Regions from separate parts of the Sus scrofa genome. Here region 2 is linked to region 1. Evidence: chromatin contacts called from public Hi-C data. All regions are on one chromosome and are shown on one strand. Each heading gives the region's core, a stretch centred on a gene start, on an enhancer-like site or on the middle of the called end of the contact. The rest is flanking DNA. Distances are from core to core; before and after follow the strand shown. Region 1 overlaps SIPA1L2 (signal-induced proliferation-associated 1-like protein 2). Region 2 overlaps SIPA1L2 (signal-induced proliferation-associated 1-like protein 2).

Region 1 (5,997 bases), core at 1,571-4,070:
CTTCGAAAAGAGCATGTGATCAAGGGGCAAGTATATATTTAAAAAGCATGTGGCAAAGCAGAAGTCATTATGCTGAGTCAAAGACACCTTGCATAAAACAGTACCTGCTGCAGAGTTCCATTTATATGAAATTCAAGACCTGGTATAAGACTCAACTGTGGCCCAAAAAGAGAGAAACAGTGGTTGCCTGGGATGGGAAACTGAGGTGGAAGTGGGGAATGGAAGGACTCTGGAAGGGGCATGAGAGAATTTCTGAATTGGAAGGTAAACCTTCATAGATGTATGAGTTACACAGGCATATGCATTTGTCCAGATTCATAGAATGATACACTTAAAATGTATGCATTTCATTGTATCCATTTTGCCTCCAAAAAGTATTTAAAAGTTTTAAACTCATTTATGATATGTATGCTGAAGTGTTCAGCAGTGAAGTGCAGTGATGTGTGCTACTTATTTTGAAATGCAAACTGTCCCCCCGCAAAAAAAAAGAGGGACTGATGAGTAGACAGAGATGGATAGATATGTTTAAAGCAAATAGAGCGAAATGTTAATACTTTGCAGAAGGCACATGGTGGGTATCTCAATTTTTAAAAATGTTTACCTTCCATCTCTGATGGATCCAAAATATCTCCCCCTTTAGGTTTACAGACACACTCTGTAACCTTTAGCAAATTACAATGGGGGGAAAAATCAGACTCTCTATCATGATAGACTAGTTAGTCTCCACTCCGAGAATGCTGTCCACCATGTCTCTTGGTGTTGCTTTTGTTAATAAAATCCAGTTTGGTGGAGTTCCCGTCGTGACTCAGTGGAAACTAATCTGACTAGCATCCATGAGGATGCAGGTTTGATCCCTGGCCTTGCTCAGTGGGTTAAGGATCCAGCGTTGCTATGAGCTGTGGCGCAGGTCGCATCGGAGGCTTGGATCCCACATTGCTGTGGTTGTGGTGTAAGCTGGCAGCTATAGCTCTGATTTGCCCCCTAGCCTGGGAACCTCCATATGCCTCAGGGCAGCCCTAAAATAAAGACAAAAAAAAAAAAAATCCAGTTTGGGGGATGCAAAACCTAAAGCAGGCTAGGATCTGAATTTGGTTTTAGGCACAGTAAGTTGATGGCGACAGTCCTATGAGCAAGGGAAGAGTTACCACAGGGAGAGTTTTGTTTGTATTTCTTTGTATTTGCAGGTCCCATACAGAGCCAGGAGGAGCCTTGCATAAAAGAGCCCTTCAATGAAAATTCAAACCCAGACCACTTTCCAAAGCCCAACTCAGGTCCTCCCTTTGCCCTGAGTGTTCTCCTGATTATGCCCATCCACCATCCTCACCACCACCCACAGAGTCTTTCCTCTGAAAGAAGCTATAGTGCCCATGGGTGTCCAAGGGTCTCGGGTACATAGCAATCTTCTAGTACATGGGATGCGTGGCCATCAGCCAGGCCATCAGTTCGTCACCTCACAGGTAGCCCATTCTATCAAAGACAGCAGGCCTGGGCACCACACCATTCTCTTACAGTCTCATATTTTTGAGGGTTTGACTTTTCACATTTATGAATGAGGACCATGAAGAAGACTGACTCCAGGATAACCTGAAGGTCTCTCTGAGGCCTAAGACACTGAGTTGGTTCATTCATTGACTGTGCTGGATACTTCCCTGGGCCAGAGGACTGAGAAGTGACCAGGTCCCTGCCCCCAGGGTCTCACACCCTCAGGCACCCTCTGCTAACTCAGAAACTAGAGTGACAGAGTGGAAAGAGACTAGAGACTGTGGGGCCCAGTGTCCCCATTTTAAAACTGGCTTCATGGAGTTCCTATCATAGCTCAGCAGTAATGAGCCCGACTAGTATGCATGAGGATGTGGGTTCGATCCCTGGCCTCACTCAGTGGGTTAAGGATCTGGCATGGCCATGAGCTCGCATCCCGTGTGGCTGTTGGCTGTGGTGCAGACCAGCAGCTGTAGCTCCAATTCAATCCCGAGCCCGGGAACTTCCATATGCCTTGGGTGCGGCCCTAAAAAGACAAAAAAAAAAAAAAAAAAACCCAAAAATTGGCTTCATATAGCACAGGGAACTCTACTCAATACTCTGTAATAACCTATATGGGAAAAGAGTCTGGAAAATAATGGATATGCGTGCATGCATAACTGATTCATTTTGCTGTACACCTGAAACTAACACAACACTGTAAGTCAACTGCACTCCAATAAAACTCCCAGGTAGGTAGGTAGATAGACAGACAGATAAAAACAAAATTGGCTCAAACTCCAGGCCCTAGAAGCACAGCAGCGGGACACGGACACTTAACTACTCCAAGCCCTCTCGCCACCTCCACCTCCTGCTACAGCAAAGAAAGGCTCTTCCGTGGGGCACTCCAAATGTTTTCATTTTTGTTTGAATGCTCACCTTTCTCCTTGATTGTACCTTTGCCAGAAAAGGAGAAGGTAAAAGTTCAGTGCTGAAGCTGTGATCACTGGCAGGGAGGGAGGGGAAAGGAGTGAACAGGGGCACCAGGCTGCTCACAGGAGGCAGGGGTGGGGGTGGGGGTGGGGGGTGGGGGAGGCACACCTGCAGGTAGGTGCTTGTGGATGAAATGACGAAGAACGTAGTCAGATGCAAGGCAGTGCCTCCCAAACCCTCCCAGGGCCCACCCCTCGCTCCATCCCCGGATCCTAGGCTCCCTAGGCTCCTTTGGGAAAGAGCTGTGAGTTAGGATGCCAGGCGAAGAGGCTGGATTTAGAAAGTGCCACATAGCCAGACGCACACCACAGCAGCCATCAGACATCACCCAGATTTAACTGGCCTAAAATTAGCAGTAGGAGCAAAGTAGTTACTGCTCTGATTGCGTCAGAGCTTTTTGACTGGCTGACTGCCAGTTTTAAACAAATTGTCCTGCTTTCTCTACCAGGGAAACAATATTTTGGAACAGAGCCAGCAGAGCATTGCCATGACAGTTCCCATTCTGGCTTCGCTATTAATGTTTTATAATTCGGTGACAAGGTGAGCAGAGCCAGTGCGGGCGGCATCTGCGAGGGGGTTATTTTCATTGTTGTAAGCACTTATGCTTTGGGTGAGTAAAGTGCTGTGGATGAATCCTTTTAAATATTTAAACGCCTGAAATGTATTTAGGGCTTCACAATTCAACTGACTTAAACAAAGATTATGCAAATCTAGCCAAGGATAAATGCAAAACAAAAAAATTGTTTTCCTCTTATACTCCTTTTTCATCCTGGCAAAGATGCAGGAGCTTAAAGAAACGTTCTTTCTCTGCAGGATCACAGCAGAGCCCTCTTGCTTCCCAACAAAGCCCAGAGGACCTGATTCAACCAGCAGAACTGCTACCTCACTGCAAACTACAACGTTTCTCTTGAAGAACAGAGGATCCACGGGCTAAAAGAACAGGGCAGTTGTTAGAGCAGAACAATAGCGCCTTAGCCCAGCCCCGGCACCACTTCCCATCTGCAGGGACAGTGGGGGGATCATTCTGGCATTTACCTCAGCATGCACCTTCTTCACCCCTCTTCCTTCTCCCCACTCCCATTCCTTTTATGATTTACTGAGAACAACAGGACCTCACAAGGCATCTGGGGCCCCACAGTGGGAGCAAAGAGACTGGTTTAAACTCTAAGAGCTAATATTCAGAGAACCACATGTGTTCTCATGTTAAGTCTTAGTTTTCACATCAGTACAGGGGGCTAATCCCATCAGCCTTCGAAGGTTCTGGGTCAACCCGTGAGAGACAGGAAATGAATGTTCAAGCTCAACAGCTTGTTTAAGTCCCCCCTTAGGGAGGTCTCTCCCTGGTTCCTGATTTGGTGGCTAAGTCAAAAACATCAGCCCCCCTCACCCACTCCTCTCATCATTGAAAACTTTTTAAAAGAGGAAAACAAATCCATCATTCCAAGCAAATGACTTGCAAAGGCCCTCCAATAAACAAAACTGTTGGTGATTAGGTGATTTTACTGTTACTTGGGCTAATCTCTCAGCCTAGCCCACCACTCTCATCACAGTGTACCTTAAATGCCATTTTTTTTTCCTTTGTAGGGCCACACCTGTGGTATACGATGTTCCCAGGCTAAGGGTCACATCGGAGCTGCTGCAGCTGCAGGTCTATGCCACAGCCACAGCAACACCGGATCTGAGCCGCATCTGCAATCTATACCGAAGCTTGCGGCAACACCGGGTCCTTTAACCCACTGAGCAAGGCCAGGAATCAAACCTGCATCCTCATGGAGGATTCTCAACATGCTGAGCCACAAGGGGAACCCCATAAATGGCCGAGTTTAAACAAGCAGGGGTTAGAATGATGCCCCCTGAATTTATCTAATACAGGAATTAGTACTAGGTCAGGGTAGTAAGATAAAGACTCCCACCTATAAAATTATTTTATTTCATTTTATTTTTTGTCTTTTTGGGGCCCCACCAGAGGCAGAGGGAGGTTCCCAGGCTAGGGGTCAAACAGGAGCTACAGCTGCCAGCCTACACCACAGCCACAGCAATGCCAGATCCCAGCTGCATCTGAGACCTACACCACACCTCACAGCAACAGCTGATCCTGGACCCACTGAGTGAGGCCAGGGGCCGAACCTGTGTCCTCATGGATGCTAGTCAGGTTCCTTAACCACTGAGCCACGACGGGAACTCCCCACCTGTAAAATTTAAACTGTGTACCTACTACATTTAAGGCACAAGTAATTGTCTCACATACTCTGCCATCCTCAAATGAAAAGGACTGAACTGACAGAAGGTGTCCAATATACTACCGACAGGTTTTTAAAAATCATTACTTTCTACAGAAATGATCATGGCTAATGGATAGAGAGAGAAAAGACAACAGCTAAAGTGGCACAATTCAGAGAGCGTTATCTGTATTAATGGGTCCAAACCAGGCTTCCAAGTGAACTGCGGCTTCCTCTGACCCCAGTAAGACCCAGCCCTAATCAGCAGGGATGAGACTTTGGAACCGGGAAAGGTGTAGAGCACAGCCTCTCGCTCCGGGTGCCCACCCTCCCCGGAACCACACCCCTCTCAGGGGCTGTAAAGGTCCTGATAGAGCAGATGGAACTCCGCAGTCATCCTCTTCCCAAACTACTTCCCCATGTTTATCAGTTTGATATCAGGGTTCAATGACAGGTCATTGTAAGTGACCCAGAAAAGATATAAAAATGAGGAGTAAAAGGCTGTTTGGGTAGATCATTTACATAGAAATAATGAGAACCTTAAGACAACACTTACTTAGGTCAACAAAAGCCAAGATACACAGTTCTTTCATGTTTAAACCTGGGACAGAATTCCCCTTTGTGGCTCAACAGGTTAAGAACCCAACCGGTATCTATGAGGATGAGAGTTTGATCCCTGGCCCCGCTCATTGAATTAAGGATCTGGAGTTGCTATGAGCTGTGGTGTAGGTCACTGACATGGCTCAGATCTGGTGTGGCTGTGGCTGTGGTGCAGGCTGGCAGCTGCAGCTCCGATTCGACCCCTAGCCTGGTAACCTCCATATGTTGCAAGTGTGGCCTAAAAAGAAAAAAAAAGAAAAAGAACCCAGAGTGGAGTTCCCGTCGTGGTTCAGTGGTTAACGAACCCGACTAGAATCCATGGGTATATAGGTTCGATCCCTGGCCTGGCTCAGTGGGTTAAGGATCTGGCATTGCCGTGAGTTACGGTATAGGTTGCAGACTTGGCTTGGATCCTGAGTTGCTGTGGCTGTGGCGTAGGCTAGCAGCTACAGCTCCAATTAGACCCCTAGCCTGGGAACCTCCATTTGTCCTTCTTAGGTGCAGCCCTAAAAATACAAAAACAAAAAACAAAAAATAAAAATAAAAATAACCCAGAGCACTTAATTTCTCCTTTATCCAACACTTCTTGGCTAAGAGGCTACTGTATGGTAGGAACCAGGGCAGTACGCAGAATACAGCAGGACACCAGAATTGTCCTCACCCACAGGGCATTTCTCTTGAGGTGAGACAGAAGATAAACATATAAAAGTTAGCATACAATATAATG
Region 2 (5,997 bases), core at 2,387-4,886, 140 kb before region 1:
CTAAAAGTCCTAGCAGTAAAAGCAGGGCTGACAAATATGGGTTGGCCTGATCCTTCCCACAGTCTAACCTCATCACACACTTTCCCTTTTAGCCACTGGGTACCTAAAACCTGCCCATGTGCTCCTGCAGCAGGCACTGTGCGCTTGCCAACCTCTTGCTTAGACAGTGTCTCTCCTTTACACGGAGGGCAAGCTTCTCCTCCTTCAGAGACTGTCCTAATTTTGCATGCACACACACATCACACACAACATCCCCCCATACATACTCTATACTCAAGAGAGCACGTACCAATGATACAAATTTTGCTTTTTTTTTTTTTTTTTGGCTTTTTAGGGCCATACCCATGACATATGGAGGTTCCCAGGCTAAGGGTCGAATCAGACTGTAGCCACCGGCCTAGGCCAGAGCCACAGCAACACCAGATCTAAGCCACATCTTCAACCTACACCACAGCTCATGGCAACGCTGGATCCTTAACCCACTGAGTGAGGCCAGGGATCGAACCTGCGTCCACATGGATGCTAGTCAGATTCATTTCCACTGAGCCACGATGAGAACTCCTGAGAATTTTACTTAGATTTTTAAGAGCCATCTAGAGGATCCCGTGGAAGGACATGGAAAAGGTGAACATAGTCATCTAAGTAACAAGAGCGAGCCGAGCCGGAAAACCGCACACGTTCCCACACACGTGACCAACAATCGACATTGAGAGAAGGAAAGCCTTGTCCCTTTGCTTCCACAAACGAGTAACTGTGAGTTAACTACTCTTATCTCAGATCAGCAAGATCACAGCAAATTTAATCACCATTTCAAGGATGTACTGCTGATTATGATTTTAGATAACCCATATAAAATATGATATAAAATATTGTACCAATGGCAAAAGTAAACATACAAACCAGTTAAGCAAGGCTGAATATTTTGGAAGTGGAGAAACAGACATAAATCAAGAATGTGGATTTGTAATGATTTAATGACAAGATGATAAAAGGATTATGAAGATGGAAGCATTTCTCTTCGGAAACTGGGCAATTCCAGCCCTTTTTCAAATCTTTTTTCAAAGTTCTTCTTATCTGGTATAAGTTTACCTTCCTAGGTCTGCGAATTTCTGGGAATAAAGTTAATACTGGAAAGCCAAATAAGCATATTATTCTTCCAAAATATTCCAGATTATCATTTATAGGTGAAGCCAAGAGCAGGACCTGCTGGTTTAGCACTTAATGAAGGAGATTCCTCCAGTGTTTCGTTTCTTAGCAGCACCCATGAGAGACTTGTAGAAGTATGGACACAAACCTTTTAAGGCAGGGGCTGATCATCCGCCTCAATTATGTGGAGAGGGGGTTCCAGCCTGCCTCAAGTCTGTCACGCTCTGCCCCCATCACCTCTGCAGATGTCAAGCCCAGTATTTTTCAGACAGAATGTCAGAAACTTTGGTCTGATTCCTCAGGAACATCCATGGACCCCTGCCAAGGGGAGCAGTTCTAACTTTACACGTGCATTAAAAAAAAAAAAAAAAAAAAGGAGTTCCCATTGTGGCTCAGTGGTAATGAACCCCACTAGTATCCATGAGGACTGGGGTTCAATCCCTGACCTTGCTCAGTGGGTTAAGGATCTGGTGTTGCCATGAACTGTGGTGTAGGTTGCAGACATGACCAGATCCTGCATTGCTAGGGCTGTGGTGTGGAGAGGCAGCTGTAGCTCTGATTCAACCCTTAGCCTGGGAACTTCTATGTGCCACAGGTACGGCCCTGAAAAGCAAAAAAAAAAAAAAAAAAAGAAAGAGAGAGAGAGAGATTACAGTGTGCCAGCAGGAGCCCTGCTACCTCTGTATTACATACTTAGTTTGAAGATAAAGTTTTTCTGCCCAGAGAAGTATGAGGCTAATTTGTGGGGTTCCTGTCACTGATAAGAACCCATGAGAGTTTAACTCTGCTTTGTCGGTAGCACTGGCAGGAGAAAGCTGCAGGGGAGGCGGCCCTGGGAAAAGTGGACAGACTGCCAAACAGCCCCAGAGGGAGATGGGGGAGGAGGGCAAACACTCCAGCACTCCCAGATCAGGCTTCCTTATCATCCCCCCAGTCTGGCTGCGTTTTCTTTGCAAGAGTCAGACATTCCAAAGACTGAACTCTCCTGCGACTGTGGTGAACTCTCTAAAGACTTTGAAGACATCCTGGAATTAGTTTTCGGTTTGATTTATTACAAGAGCAAACCCAAGAAATTATATCTGAGGTGGACGTGTCTGGGCCAGCTAAATAGTCACCAAAAACGGAGTGCCAATGAGGCCAAAGTCGGGGCAGAGATTCAGGGAGAGACCAGTTAACGCTGCTAAGTTCTGTGGCCTCGGCAGCAGTCATGAACCCAGAGGGTCACTTCAGACCCTGATGCCCTTGGAATTTACACAGTTTGAGGGCACAGGTTGGGTGGTGAGAAATCCAGCAAGAGGAGCATAACCCACAGCCGATCTGGAAAGTACAGGTTCTAAGACTGCAGAGAGCCACTGCTGACCTGTGAACAGTTACCTGATGACAGCTCAGGATCAGCATAATATTTTATTTTTATTTTTATTTTTTAGGGCTGCACCTGTGGAATACGGAAATTCCCAGGCCAGGGGTCAAATCAGAGTTGTGGCTGCCGGCCTACACCATGGCCACAGCAACTCAGGATCTGAAACTCCTCTGTGACTTACACCATAACTCATGGCGATGCCAGATCCTTAACCCATGGATCAAGGCCAGGGATCAAACTTGCATCCTTATGGATACTAGTTGGGATCATTAGCACTGAGCCACAGTGGGAACTCCATGGATCAGCACAATACTAAATGTCAAGGTAAAAAGAACTTTCTGAAATGACTGAAATTAGTCCCTTACTTTCTTAACTACTCAGGCCTTGGCTTTTTTTTTTTAATTATTTTTTATTTTTAATTTATTTTTTGGCCACACCCATGGCACGTGGAAGTTCCTGGACCAAGGCTTGAACCCGAGCCACAGCAGCAACCTGGGTTGCTCCAATGACAACCCTGGATCCTTAACCCACTGTACCACCAGGGAACTCCAGGTCTTAGCTTTTCATGATGGAGCTTTAGGATCAGGAACAGAAAGATAAGAAGCAAATTAAGTCAATCTAAATTACTTGTTCTTCATATCTCATAAGTTATGAAATAATAATTACAGCTAAAACACACCGGGCATACTCTGGGTCAGATACAATTTTAAGTGCTTTCTACTCATCTAATTCTAACTACTAGCTAAGAAAAGGTTCGTTAATTCACTCAACGAATGCTCATCGACCACTTAGCACATTCTGGGTGTGGTTCTAGGTACCCAGGACACCTCGGCAAAGAAAAGAGGTAAAAGTCTCTGCCTTCAGTGGTAAAGGAAACCAAAGCATAGAAAGTTGTGCCTGAGTCACAAAATTAGCTGGTGGCTGGGATTCATTTCTAGGATGTGTGGTTTCAGAATTTTTGTGCTTAACAACTACCTTTTTCTGCTGAAGCTTTTTGCCAACCTAGAAGGAGGAAGCTGTAATGAAGCCCTAGAATCCCAGAGTTCTGACAGCAGGCGAGAGATTTCATGTACCATCCTGCCCAAGTACAGCTCCTGTGTGTCACATGTCCCCACTTATAAATCCTCAGAAGGCACCTCAAAAGTTCCTTCTGCCTGAGTCTGGATGTTGAATCCTTCTCAGTGCAGCACTCTAGGCATCTCGCCCCCACCCCCCACCCCCCACTCCTGGTGGCCATCTAGACATTGTCCTCACTCTATAGTCAAATTTCTTCCCTTTTTTTCTTTTTTTTTTTTTTTTGTCTTTTAGGGCCACACCCGTGGCATATAGAGGTTCCCAGGCTATGGGTCAAATCGGAGCTGTAGCCACCAGCCCACATCACAGCCACAACAATGCCAGATCTGAGTCGCATCTGCGACCTACACCACAGCTCATGGCAACGCCGGCTCCTTAACCCACTGAGCGAGGCCAGGGATCGAACCTGTGTCTTCATAGATGCTAGTCAGATTTGTCTCTGTTGAGCCACAACAGAACTTCTATAATCAAATTTCACGAGATTAAGACTCTGACCCCAGGCCACAAGGCAAGTGACTGCTTGTAAAAGATCCGGAATGCAAGTCCACTGGCTCTTTCCTCCACCCTATACTCACCTCCTTTATCTAATCATTACTTGTCCATATCCTATGCTCAATGTATAGATTTCCCAATGAACCATATATAAGATCATATACATGCCATATATAGCAAGAGCAATTCAAAAAGCAAAACCGTTTTCTACAGTTTTCCACCTCTAATCCACCAGCATAACTTAGTCAATGCCATGGAATCTCAAGTTAAAAAAGAAAAACAAAAATGGAACCAAATGAGTCTCTAGGCTACAGTTTGTAATGTATAATCTCAATGTGCTGGGAGTTTCAAAAAATCTCCTTTATGGGAAGTTGAAAACACCCATGTACCCCACTCCCCATCCCCCATCCTTCCATCCACATTTTGTGCATAGGACTTTTCAGGGGTCGTTTCAGTGAAAGAAAGCCAGGTACAAAGCACTTATAAAATCACAATTTGAATTACTGTTCTAGTAACTAGAACCTGACTAGTATCCATGAGGCTGTGAGTTCGATCCCTGGCCTCGATTAGTGAGTTAAGGATCCAGTGTTGCTTCGAGCTGTGGTGTAGGTCACAGATGTGGCTCAGATCCCGTGCTGCTGTGGCTGTGGATCGACTCTCAGCCTGTGAACTTCCATATGCCGCAGCTGTGGCCCTAAAAAGAAAAAAAAAATACATGTTATGGAAGGATTGTGCCTCCATCTCATAAAAAACATACAGATATGTGATCAAAAGACAGGTTCTCTGTGGGAATGGGCAGAGCTCTGATTATTAGAAAACACTGGAAAATACAGGAAGGACAAGGGAATAAGGTTAAGTGTTAGGTAGGAAACCGCTCCCATCTAGCAATTACCACGAGGAAGGTGAACAGAGGAGCTGCAGCTCCAAGTGTGATGAGCTGGGCTGGGGGTCAGAGGCCTCTTTCCCCTCCCAGCTGCAGGATCTAAGGTGGTTCTTGCAACCTGGGAACAAGGCAAGAGGTCTCTTTGAAAAAAATGTATCCTCTGACTATTTTCATTGAATTTCATGAGCATTCAGGAAAAAAAAAAAAAGGAAAAAAGAAAGAAAAAGTTCTCTGCGACAATTAAGTTTCATTCATTTGACATTCATTTGACATTCATTCAAATGCTTACTGGACAAATACTATGCAGTCCTCAATGTTTTCATCTAGGTCAAAGAAGTGCAATTAAGTGATCTCAGGAAAACTACGTTTTCTAAGCAGGAAAACAAAGTTTGCTTTAACTCTGGATTTAACCCCAAAACAATCAAACCCCCTGAAATTAAAGAACGGCACAAATGAATTATACGGTTCTTTCTTACAATATTTTCTAGAAATAAGTTATGCACCCACGTGCAGAAACCCAAGTTCAGGTTACATAGTTGACCCTTTTGTAATTAACACAGTTGACAATGGTTCCCCTTAAGATTTTACCTGGCGAGCGATCCAGGTGAGCATCAAAGAGTTTCTAAGTTTTGTCTGAAAAAAAGGGCAATGCAACCCGTGCCATAAGACTCCTTTTCAAGCCTAAATGGTTCCAAATGATGAAACAATGACTGTTCATGCCATTCGAGGAAAAGAACATTAATGATTCATTGCAAATTCTCAGAACGCCAGGCCCATGGAAGGCAGCGCTAAGGGTTCATCTGCCTTGAACGGAGGGGCCATAGGACGTACGTACCTGCTGCCTGTTGTTGGGCATGTGGGGAAGCATGGTGGACACGTGGAACATGAGCTCATAGTCTTTGTACGTGGTGTACAGGGAGTGCGTTCCAGTAGAATCAGCTAGCAACACAAATCGGGTACAAGTTAGGCAAGGGCAGAATGAGCAATTCACATTTAGAAGGTCATTATTACACAAGGCAATTCAATTGAAAAAAGCAGACCG

The links. Hi-C and Micro-C count contacts between places; a contact is called where the count stands out from the background.
Region 2: a contact with region 1 is called in a Hi-C map of fetal heart ventricle, with 1.9 times the contacts expected there. The contact joins two enhancer-like sites. A contact is called at or near these places in 1 of 5 promoter capture datasets (fetal skeletal muscle) and 2 of 47 Hi-C or Micro-C datasets (fetal heart ventricle and liver).

The regions. Positions count from the first base shown.
Region 1 is chr14:58,127,219-58,133,215 of Sscrofa11.1, reverse strand. All of the region lies in intron 2 of SIPA1L2 (signal-induced proliferation-associated 1-like protein 2), which reads right to left. Among named protein-coding and RNA genes, the nearest start is that of SIPA1L2, 13 kb to the right of the region's middle. Within about 2 kb of position 2,820, at least 29 of the 83 cell types and tissues checked have an H3K27ac peak or open chromatin away from gene starts, as enhancers often do.
Region 2 is chr14:58,270,275-58,276,271 of Sscrofa11.1, reverse strand. It overlaps SIPA1L2 (signal-induced proliferation-associated 1-like protein 2), which reads right to left. Exons shown (of 25, transcript XM_021073824.1): 9 at 5,791-5,894. Among named protein-coding and RNA genes, the nearest start is that of SIPA1L2, 160 kb to the right of the region's middle. Within about 2 kb of position 3,636, at least 4 of the 83 cell types and tissues checked have an H3K27ac peak or open chromatin away from gene starts, as enhancers often do.